Regions from separate parts of the Pan troglodytes genome. Here region 2 is linked to region 1. A link is a contact called in public Hi-C data. All regions are on one chromosome and are shown on one strand. The core of a region is the stretch at or near the end of the contact, and the rest is flanking DNA. Distances in the headings are between cores, read along the strand shown. Region 1 has its middle 12 kb from the start of PDGFRA. Region 2 has its middle 160 kb from the start of CHIC2.

What was found. Hi-C and Micro-C count contacts between places; a contact is called where the count stands out from the background.
Region 2: a Hi-C map of stem cell-derived neural progenitor cells shows a contact between it and region 1, with 7 times the contacts expected there. The contact joins two enhancer-like sites. A contact is called at or near these places in 2 of 7 Hi-C or Micro-C datasets (blood and stem cell-derived neural progenitor cells) and 1 of 1 datasets of contacts at active chromatin or transcription factors (stem cell-derived excitatory neurons).

What each region holds. Positions count from the first base shown.
Region 1 is chr3:75,636,475-75,642,506 of NHGRI_mPanTro3-v2.0_pri, reverse strand. It overlaps the pseudogene LOC471242. Among named protein-coding and RNA genes, the nearest start is that of PDGFRA, 12 kb to the right of the region's middle. Within about 2 kb of position 3,731, at least 11 of the 24 cell types and tissues checked have an H3K27ac peak or open chromatin away from gene starts, as enhancers often do. A contact at or near this core is called in stem cell-derived excitatory neurons and stem cell-derived neural progenitor cells, where this site is marked.
Region 2 is chr3:75,950,515-75,956,194 of NHGRI_mPanTro3-v2.0_pri, reverse strand. No RefSeq gene overlaps it. Among named protein-coding and RNA genes, the nearest start is that of CHIC2, 160 kb to the right of the region's middle. Within about 2 kb of position 2,529, at least 6 of the 24 cell types and tissues checked have an H3K27ac peak or open chromatin away from gene starts, as enhancers often do. A contact at or near this core is called in stem cell-derived excitatory neurons and stem cell-derived neural progenitor cells, where this site is marked.

The DNA.
Region 1 (6,032 bases), core at 2,482-4,981:
GGCGTGGTGGCTCACGCCTGTAATCCCAGCACTTTGGGAAGTGGAGGCCAGCAGATTGCTTGAGCTCAGGAGCTAGAGACCAGCTTGGGCAACATGGCCAGACCCCATGTCTACAAAATATACAAAAATTAGCCAGGTATAGTGGCACATGCCTTTGGTTCCAACTACCCAAGAGGCTGAGGTTAGAGGATCGCTTGAGCCCGGGGGTTGAGGCTGCAGTAAACTGTGACTGCGCCACTGCACTCCAGCCTGGGTGACAGAGCGATACCTTGTCTCAAAAAGAAAAAAAAAAGACAAAGGAACACTAAAGTCCACCCCATTTAGATGAGAGGAGAAAAAGAATGTTTTCCTTTGAGTTCGTTGGTTAGCAACTCTGTCCCCATTATGTGCACATAAGTTATTTCAAATGGCAAAGAGCACAATGATGTTTGAGATATCATTGCTGGGAGCCAGGAGGGTCCCTGTTCTTTCCTTATCTGAGTATGACAGTAGCTTGAGTAAATCAGTGACCTCTCCTACTCAGTTTCTTTTTTTTTTTTTTTTTTTTGGAGACAGAGTCTTGCTCCATCACCAGGCTGGAGTACAGTGGTGCCATCTGGGCTCACTGCAACCTCTGCCTCCCAGGTTCAAGAGATTCTCATGCCTCAGCCTCTTGAGTAGCTGGGATTACAGGTGGACACCACCATGCCAGGCTAATTTTTTTTTAAATTTTAGTAGAGACGGGGTTTCACCATGTTGGCCAGGCTGATCTTGAACTCCTGGCTTCAAGTGATCTGCCCACCTCAGCCTCCCAAAGTGCTGGGACCACAGGTATGAGCCAGTATGCCTGACCTACTGAGTTTCTGTGTGCAAATGGTGATAGAATGCTGCCCTTTCTTTCCGTGGCTGTGAGGAGCATCAAATAAGCTCATATATTCAGATATGCTTTGGAAGGAGTAAAATGGCATTGGAAATACCAGGCCATATAAAATGGAATAGCAAAACTAAACTGAAAGGAAATGACCTGTATACTTCTATTGGTCCATCTGGATTTTGGAAGTATCAGGGTAATTGAAATATTTATTTTTCATTCAACCTTCAGGTAAAATGTAGACCCAGCTGGTGTTTATCCTCTAGGTGGTGTGTGTGATTGCACGTGTGACACAAGGATGAGCTATTTGTCACACAGCTTTAGAATGAAACTTGAAAAGGTCACAGAGAGGGCTGTGAATTTTAAGCCATGCTCCAAGAGGGAGTACTAAGCAGCACCTATCAGAAAAGCTCTTCCTTTGTCCTCCAGGTGGGGTGAAGAGGGAACTCTTGAATCTCCAATGCCACTTTCTCAGGTTCTATTGGTGGCTTTAGTGAAAGCAAACAGGACTCAGACAGGCAGATAAGATAACCACTATCTGAAGTGTGAGCCTGCAGTTTTAAATTGCCTTTTATTTGGAAATACCTTCAATCTCATTTGGATGCTAAGGGAAAAAACTTAAATCTATCACACACAGCCCTAGACAACTTGTTTATTAAATGTGCAGAATAAAGATTTGATGCGAACTTCTATGGCAATAAACTAGGTTCATGGGTGGGTATTAGGTTAAACCAAATGAATCGCTGACATTCAAGGGATTTTTGGCTGCAACAGTTACACAGGCCAGAACTGCCTAATCTAATCCAGGTTCTGTCACTGGCAAATTCGAATCACCTACAGGAATCTTTGACAGAATTTATATTAGTAATTCCTTACTTTTTGTGTGTGTGATAGTCTGGCGTGTCTCTAATTATCTCAAAATGTGTTGAAGTATATCTTAAATCAAGTTTACTTTCATGTATCTTTACAAATAAAAATATGTCATTGCACTCTTATTTAGTACAATACGTGTTAGAGAATGAACACAAAGCTTGGAAATCATCACAATCATGCCTGAATTTGACCAGAATAGAGACAGGCATTAAATCTGAATTATCAATATTGTGTGTGTGTCTGTGTGTGTGTGTGTGTGTGTGTGTGTGTGTGGTGCTACTGGTGTCTGTAGCAACATAACTCAACCACAAATACATGAATCTTGTAGTTGGATAAATCATTTTGGTTCAGCCAACCTTTATTTTCTCAAGTGAACAAAATGCAGCTTCCCTCAATAATATCAGGTTTTTCACAGGGCTGCCATATGATATTATTTGATAATAAATATTTTCTATAATGCACGCTTGTTTTAGAATGTTATTTTTATGGAAGAGCCTCAGAAAGTTAAATCTTTTAATTCCCCAACGAAGGCTAGTCTGTCAAAATACTGTTTTTGTGATAATAAATGCAAAACCTACTATGCCATTTCTTACCAGCAGCCAAGTTGTTTTTTTTTTTTAATGTTTGAGAATTTCAGCAGTTGATGCAAAGTGGACATTATCAGCCACGGATCTATGTTACAGGAGCCAATTTTAGACATTTTAATTTGAGTGGAATTTAAGTTCAGCTCCTCCCTTATCTCTTTGAAGTTGCTGGGGCCCTGTTGCATTTTAAATCTACTCAAAAGTGCCCATAGGAGTACGACTCACCAGTCGCAGCCACTGATGGAGTTCATGGCCACCCCTCTCCCTGCTCCTGTCCGTATGCCTTTGTTCATGCAGTTCCCTCTAGAAGAAACACACCTCTGGTCGTTCTTCTCTCTCTCTCTTTTTTTTTGAGACGGAGTCTCACTCTGTCGCCCAGTCTGGAGTGCAGTGAAACGATCTCGGCTCACTGCAACTTCCATCTCCCAGGTTCAAGCGATTCTTGTGCCTCAGCCTCCCAAGTAGCTGGGACTACAGGCATGCGACACCACACCCGGCTAATTTTTATATATTTAGTAGAGACGGGGTTTCTGCATGTTGGCCAGGCTGGTCTCGAACTCCTTGCCTCAAGTGATTCACCTGCCTCGGCCTCCCAAAGTGCTGGCAATACAGATGTGAGCCACCGCGCCCGGCCCGTTCTTCTTACTTTTTTTTTTTTTTTTTTTTTTTTAAATGAGACACAGTCTCCCTCTGTCGCCAGGCTGGAATGCTGTGGCTCGATCTCTGCTCACTGCAACCTCTGACTCCCTGGTTCAAGCGATTCTCCTGCCTCAGCTTCCCAAGTAGCTGGTATTACAGGCATGCGCTAGCATGTCCAGCTAATTTTTGTATTTTTAATAGAGACGGGGTTTCACCATGTTAGCCAGGATGGTCTCGAACTCCTGACCTCGTGATCCGCCCACCTCGGCCTCGCAAAGTGCTGGGATAACAGGCGTGAGCCACCGCGCCTGGCCCGGTTCTTCTTACTCTTAAAGACAGCTCAGACAGCAGCCCAAGAAGCCCCCCGCCCCACCCCCCAAATCTCTTAGTTTGGGTAAAGCGCCCCGATTCCGTGTGGTCATGGCTTTATATTTGTCCCTCTTCCTGTTCAAATAACTTGTGCGCCTATATAGGGCCTGGCCCGCGGTGGAATGGACGCGGCTGCAGCTGGAATCGCATCACTCCCTCCTCCCCTCCCCCAGCACTGACATACGATCCCCAGTGTCCTGAGGATGACTCCAAACAGCGTCGGACCTTCAAGTGGAACCTCAGGCTTGTTAAGGAGTGGCCTGGAACTGCACCAGATTTTAGGGGTGCCTGGGGAGGCTTAGAGATGGGAGACGCCCTGACTTGGTTCCTTTCCAGAACATTTGGGAACACTTGGCTTGGTTTCAGTCACCAAATGCGGACTCGCCCAGGGTGGACTTAGTTCTGAGGTGGCCTCTTGCTCCCTCTAGTGGTTTAGAAATCACTGCAGGAGGGTCAAAGACGGGTCTGGTTTTTCTCCGAGGAGGAATCCGCATTAACCATTTAGACATCTACTGCGCAGTGAAGTCAATTCATGACTACGTTTTTGAGCAATCCAATAATTAACCAAATGCACACACAATAAGGACTTTGGACCGTCTTGTGGATCCTTGGAGGACCTTGGGTTCATTTTATAATGCAAACCTAACAGGCTGTAAGTACCCAAGGGATAATTGAAAATATGCTTTAATCAAAGGCAATCACCCTGTCATTGTCAGCCTGTGAAACATTAGCTCGTGGAGCGGGATGAGAGCACGCAGTTCTCTTATCGCTCCAAGATAACTCCACCAGGATGACAGAAAAGCATCAGATTTGGAGATGTCACCAGTCTGGAGTCTCAGTTACATTCAAATTTCATGATAGCCTATCCTTGGGGAACTGAATTGTCTCTTTTGAACAAAGACAATTTCTTAGTTGAGTGAGTTCAGTCGTTTTTTGATTCAATATCAGATCATTACAGTTCCTTTGGGACATAAAAACTATCGTTTCCAGAGACAGAGGAGTGTACTTTGCTATGTTTGTACCTGCCCTACACACAAACTTCTTATGCAACATACATTTTCTGAATGACTTAAAAATAATAGCTGAATATGGCATCTTTCTTCAGAATTGCACGAAGCTTTAAATATCACCTACTGTGGGGTGCAGCGGTGCATGCCTGTAATCCCAGCACTGGTAAGGCTGTAATGGGAGAATTAGGCTTGATTTTCGGAGTTTGAAACCAGCCTGGGCAACATAGGGAGACACTGTTTCAATTATAAATAAATAAATATCACCTCCTCAGAGAAGATTTCCTGAGGCACCAGACCAGCTTGGGCTTCCCACAGTGACGATGGCCTCCCACAGCACTGGGTGACCACAGAGCACTAGTCACGCCTGCCATTTAATGAGGGCCTGGTTTGTTTTCCGTCTGTCTCCTCTGTCCAAAGCTGAGCTCCATGGTTGGTTGTTTGTCCATGACAGCATGCCAGAGTCTAGCACAGTGCCTGGTATAAGAGGTGCTGAATAAATATTTGTCAACTGATACAATCTAGGGGGGTAAATGCTGAGGAGACAGACAGCAGAGGAGAGCTGGTGCTGTTTTTTGTTTTTTGTTTTTTGTTTTTTTTTGAGACAGGGTCTCACTCTGTCACCCAGGCTGAAGTGCAGTGGTGCCATCTCGGCTCATTGCAACCTCTGCTTCCCAGGCTCAAGCGATTCTCCTGCCTCAGGCTCCCAAATAGCTGGGATTGCAGGCGGTCACCACCACACCTGGCTAATTTTTGTATTTTTAGTAGAGACGGAGTTTCACCATGTTGGTCAGGCTGGTCTCGAACTCCTGACCTCAGGTAATCCACCCGCCTCAGCCTCCCAAAGTGCTAGGATTACAGGCATGAGCTACCGTGCCTGGCCTGATTCTTATCTTAGGGCTGTGAGGGAACCCTTCATTCAGATTATGAGCAGAAAAAAATACCTGATTAAAGACTCAGGAATAGTGAGGTGAAGGGCTGAGATTAGCACCCAGGTGGCCAGTGCACATCTGTAACCACAGTGCAGCGAAGAGGAGAGAAGCCCAGAATTCTCCCACTCAGATCCCAAGTCAAGCAGGAATCACCATCTCCTGGCTCGTGGAGCTGCATTTCTTTGTCAACGGCCTGATGGAAACTGGCCTAAGCTCTGGGGGATGGTTTACCAGCAGGACTGTCCTATTATCTTAATATGTGTGGGATGTTTACCTTAACAAAGGCATTTTTTTTTTTTTTAAACAGGCTGGAGTGCAGTGACATGATCTCAGCTCACTGCAACCTCAGCCTCTCAGACTCAAGAGATCCTCCTGCCTCAGCCTCCCGAGTAGCAGAGATGGCAGGTACATGCCACCACACTTAGCTAATTTCTCTACTTGTAGGTGAAATGGGGTTTCACCATGTTGGCCAGGGTGGTCTCGAACTCCTGACCTCAAGTGATCCACCCTCCTTGGCCTCCTAAAGTACTGGAATTACAGGTGTGAGCCACCATGCCTGGCCTCTAAAGGCATATTTTTAAAGCACTGAAAATTAAACAGTAACAAAATACCTGGAAGCTCTGGAGGCAACAAAGACAGAAGGCCAAAAGTGTGCAGACTGTAAGAATAGAATACAGAGTAAGGGTAAGACAATAAAGAGGAATGAGAATATGAGGCCAGGAGAAAAGATACGGAAAAGAGAACGAATGTGTTCCTTCTTGTGTGTCCTTCAGCTTTC
Region 2 (5,680 bases), core at 1,280-3,779, 310 kb before region 1:
GTCTTGGACTGGATCCCCCATGGATAAGAGGGCACTACTGTATTGATACATTTTGCATGTTTCACAGCAGAAAAGCAAATGTGTTTGATTATGGGATGCAGCCCCAAACTCTGTGGGGTGTTATATAACTTAGTGATACTCACCATTTGAGATTCCTAAATTCTGAATTGTCAAAACACTTGGCCCCAATGGGCTTCAGATAAGGTGTTTGGGATGTGTATCTGCTTGTATCAGGCATTGAGGTGCTGAGAATACTGTAGTTGAGTAAAACCATCAAGGCCTTTACTGTCTTGGAATTGACTTTTCAGCTAACAAGGCAATAACAAGGAAGCAAATACGATAATTTCTGAAAGAGATAAGTGTTCTGAAGAAATGAAATCAGGAGAATGGAATAGAGATATGATGGATATTAGAGAAATCCTTGCTAAGAAGACATAAATAAAGAAAACGAAACAACCTGGTGAAGAGATTATTTCAAGGCACTTTCACTCATTCATTCATGCCCATTCCATTCCTACCTCAGGACCTTTATACCTGCTGTCTCTTTTACCTGGAAGAAGCAAATTATGTAACCTTCTCGAAACTCATTTTGCTTAAGATTGCTCATGTCTGTAAAGTGTCAGGGCTGGAACAAAAATCAAAGCTCTATGACACAAAGTTAGATTTGTGGGGTCATGAGGGAAACACCCACCTTAAGAGCAGGTTTGGAGGATTAGATAGAAGTTCTCTATGAACTTGACCACAATAGCTGATATCACAGCACAGTTTCTCCTCTCTCAGTAATAAAGACTCAGATCAAGGCAGCATCTCTCTGAGCAAGGAATGAGGATCCTTCTATAGAAAAGCTGGGACCTGGCTAGTGTGTCTACTGAACTGCTCTTTCAAAGTTCTGCACTCCCTCCACACGGGGCTTGAGTTTCCATAGACAAAAAAACATAACATGGTCACCAAAGAGAACCTTCAGCATTGTTTCTCCAGCAACTGAGACTCCAGTGAAAAGTACGCCTTCCTGGGAACCAGCACCCAACCTATCCCGGACCAGGTCTCCCAGCCAATGGTGCTGCTCATGAGTGTCCAGTCCTCAATTGTTTTGTTATTACTGTTGCTATTGTTGTTGGGTTTCCCTTGGTCTTCTTATTTAAGAGAAGGTAGAGGCTGCTCTAGGGGCAATGCTTATGCCTGGAACGAATGAGCCTTTATTGTGGACAAGCTCTGTGAGTGAAGGCCCTCCTTGAGTCTGGTGATAAAAATAGGCTATGGCCAGGCAGGATACAGAAGAGCATGACCAATCACCAAATAAAGGTTTATTGGCTTATACATTTTATTGTACCGTGACATCCCTCCTTTCAGCTTTAGATGTCAGCAGCTGGTGGCAAGCTTAATGACTGATGCATAGGGGAACAGCCATGGACACCACAGTTTGGCTCCCCCTAAAACAGTGATGCTTCATCCTTACTTGGCCAGCTTCTGGAATCCTAGTGAACACACTACAGAACATCAGGTTTGCCTGGGCAGTAACATCCAAGGGGAGCTTCCAGGTTCCTCTTGGCTGAGCAAGACTATTTTTTTCCTGATTTCAAAGAGCTGTTGTTCTGACTAAAGGAAGAGAGGATGTATATGGTAATGAGAACTGTATACATTTCTCCTAAAGTCTCCTACTTTATCTTCTTTAATTCTGCATCTGACTCTGCCTGGGTAGAAATCGTATTCGAAATTATCCCAGCCTCTTCAATCTCCTTAATAAGATCTCTCAAAATGGAACACACTGTCTCGCGTGCCTATAAGGGATGTGCAATGCCTCTTTTGTGATTTGTTCACTCTTATCTGATGTTCTAACACATTTTCACTTTGAGGAGTTTGGAAATGTATCTGCATAGTCATTGCCGTTTAAGTACTCCACTGATTACAAAATGCTTTCATACACATTGTCTTGAGGAAATGCTCTGAAAAATAAACTGCTAACACTCTGGTAAAGAGCCTTCTGCAGTTAGCAAAATAGTCACCAGGACCTTCTTTTTAAATGACTACACTTTCCACACTTTTTCTATCTTTGTTGACTTAAGTTCAAAGTCAAACTAGAAAATCTGTTTTGTCAGATGGAAGTTCGCTACTCACGGTTCTGAGAGAGGCTCCATGCACAGCTCATTGTGTTACCCCACTGCACAGAATCTACTCTTCCAGAGAGACACTGGCAGCTTTGTGCTTTGCATTTATTTATTCAATGCTGCAGTGGCTTAAGCCAGTTTATGGAAAATATCTCTAAACACTGAGACCTCAGGGCTAGGAGGAATTCCTAGACGAGCTCTAAATCAGTAGTTATGTTTGGCAGATTCTATATTCCCACGGAAAGGCCAACTAAACAGTCATTACGCTTTATAGGCGTGCCTGTGTGTCCTTTGTTATTTTGGAATTATCAAGCAGGGCCTGGAAGCATGGTATAGTTAGTGCCAGCACATAGTGGTGGCCTGCAGTCCAACCATGCTGATTGATTTGATGTTTAGGGAGGCAGTTTCAGAGGAAATACGGTAACTCGCTTGTCTATCACCGTGCTTCCTGGATGAGCCCCAGAAATGCAGCGTTTGGGATACCATTAGCAAGCGTGTGGCAGCCTTGCCCTGCTGAGACTGCTGGTGATTGAAAAGTGCTCAAACTGTGGTCAGAGAAGAAGTGTGCAGATGAAAAGAAGGGAGATAAGTCTTCGATCACGACGCCTGCCCTTCACCTAAATATCCCCCAGGACAGTTTGCCAAACACCAGCCTGTTGCTCAAATGAGAGAAAATAAGCCTTTAGTTTCTGTTTCCAGTCTGCTTCATAAATTAACACCATCAACTGACTTTTCCCCGGCCTTTCTCCCACAGCTTATCTTTACTGCCAATAATCCTACCCATGAGAAAGATCTTTGACAAGTCAAGTACTACATAAATTCAAGAAATTCATATGTGGTATTTCATGCACATTTCAAATAAAGAAACTTACAAGGATACCGTTAAAAAAAAAAAAAAAGAACATCCCCATAGTTTTGAAGCAAATGTGCATTTTCTCGTTAGTAAAGAGACGTTTCCTTCCCTCTAACTTCCCAGTGTTGGACAAAGGACTAAAATTTCATGTTATAAGGAAAGCATGTAAACTCAGCACTGCTTTTCTCTGAAATAGCAGTCATTTCAATGATGTGCTCTATCATCAATCCCCGGAGACTGTAGGCTTTTCTGTAACTGGTTCCTTTTCGTTTTCCTCATTGGATAATAATTTTTCAGAATAAAATCTTTTGGTATCAGTATTTTCAAAATATTTCAAGACACCAGCCATTCTTAATCAGGCCACTGTGGAGCTCTATGCAATTAAGTTGCTAAAGTTAGGACAGAGCCCTTAGTTTCAGATTTCAGCTCCATATATCTGAATGGAAGCTCTTGAATGGATGAGCATTCTGACTACTGCCTGGCTAATAATTTTCCACTTGCATTTGGCCGATCCTACACACATGAGCATAAGCCAGTGTAAATGCTCCATCAGAGGCTCTTAGCAGGAAGAAAACAACTAAACAGATTCATTTCTTGACTTTCTTCTTTGATAGATATTTTCTTACTCTTAAATATACTTTACTCCTGATAATTTAGAGATCTATCGTTGGTGAGAGGATATCATGAATTATGAGTGCTTGCATTCTTTTTATAAAGGTAATATCCCTGGTTTGATGAGACAGAAATTTGCAATAGCATCTTTGCAGGGCTTTTCAAAGAGTAGTGGGAGTGGAAAAGTTCCCTGGGACCCATTTCCTGACTGTTCCATTCGTGCTGATCACGACTTTAACCATGTTTTTCAAGCTGCCAATCAAAGCACACGTGCTGTCAAATACAATTCCCTGGTAGGCACAGTGGAGCTAAATATTTGTCCCTAGAACTGTCCTGGGAGAGAAAGGACATAAAGTTGCTGCCACTAGGTTAAAATTTAAGAACAAAATTATAGGAAGCAGACTCCAAACTATTTTCTTAAATTAATTCTTCCTTTTCCAACCAGAACACAATCTCCCCTATTGTCATGTTTGATGCCTAGTTGGGTACACAGCAAATGTACACACATATCTGATGATTTACTGATGGACTGAATCCTCACAAATATTACATTTAAAGCTTTCAGATCAAATTAAATAATTTGCATTTGGGCAAACAGCCAACAGCACTCTAAACTGTACTCCTAACTAACGTTATTCCCTCCTCTACCTCTTCATCCCTGGTGTTCTCTGCAGACCTTCCAAATACAAACTCACTTTCACAAGAAAAAAAAATAACTGCAAAGTATGATTCAGGTCAACCAAGAAAGGAGGTCATATTAATTTTATTTTTCTTGCTCTGTTTCCCAGGCTGGCATGCAGTGGCATGATCTCGGCTCACTGCAACCTCTGCCTCCCAGGTGCAACTGATTATCCTGCCTCAGCCTCCTGAGTAGCTGGATTACAGGCACCTGCCACTACGACTGGCTAATTTTTGTAGTTTTAGTAAAGATGGGGTTTCACCATGTTGGCCAGGCTGGTCTCAAACTCCTGACCATAGATGATCCACCGCCTTGGCCTCCCAAAGTGCTGGGATTACAGGCATGAGCCACTGCACCCAGCCCATATTAATTTTTAATTTCTATTTATGCCTATGAAAAATGTATAAGTTGTTCTACAAACAGAAATGCACTTCTCTTGCTAGGGTTGCCTCAATAAATTTAAGCAACGTGGCACTATATTTCCTTTATAAAGCTCCTTCCTACATGTCTCACACAACACACAAGAAAGTCATAACCAAATTATTTAAGAAGAATTTCTCAAAACACTAAGACAAAAGCCGTCTCTTCTAAATGAGTAACGTGAGAGGTAATCTTGTTCCCTTACTGCTGACATGTAGCTTTCTGCCTGGGGTTTTATCTTTAACTCCCTGGTAATCCAAACGGAGCAGGAAAACCTCAGACAATAGAGCCTCTTTTTTGCTTTACATCCACTTTTTTGGGGTCGGCACCGAACAACCATCATTAAATGGTTTCTGGCGCAAAGTGGCAGGCTTGGGTAAGCCAGAATGTTTATGACACCAAAATAAAGATGTTCCACACTGCTGAAACTGGGGAGTCACACAGAGAACAACTGAAATGGAGTTACACACAAAGGTTTACTTAACTAGCACGACTTTAACTCGTGTCTGCCTGATACACTTACCAAAGAGAAGTGGCAGAAACCCAGGGTGGACAAAAGAGGGCAGTGTTCGCTATGTCTTTCATCTCAGCTCTTCGCTCTTTATCAAATTGCCACTGAGCCAAGAGAAAACTATGTCCAGCATTTCATAACACAGGAAGTGGGGAAGCAGATTAGATATTGGGCTCTGCGGTCACCACAAAATAAGCAGTGTGCTTGTAAAAGTCACTTTTTTCCCTAGACGAAAGCTTAACCATTGGTGAGTTTTGGGGTTTGGTTTCTGTTTTTCAGTATGATCGGCTAAACCTCTCCAGGAAAATAATGGAATATGTAATATTTCTCAAACTATAACAGGTTATAAGGTTTATTTAGTTCAAAGCACTCATTTTTGCAGATGAGGACCAGGTTTCTACATTTGTCAGTGGCTTCTCCTTGTGCTCAGATATCATCAGTATGTGGGGAGGGGAAGACAGACTTCCCTCTTGGAGCTATTTAGAGAATTTTTAGTCATT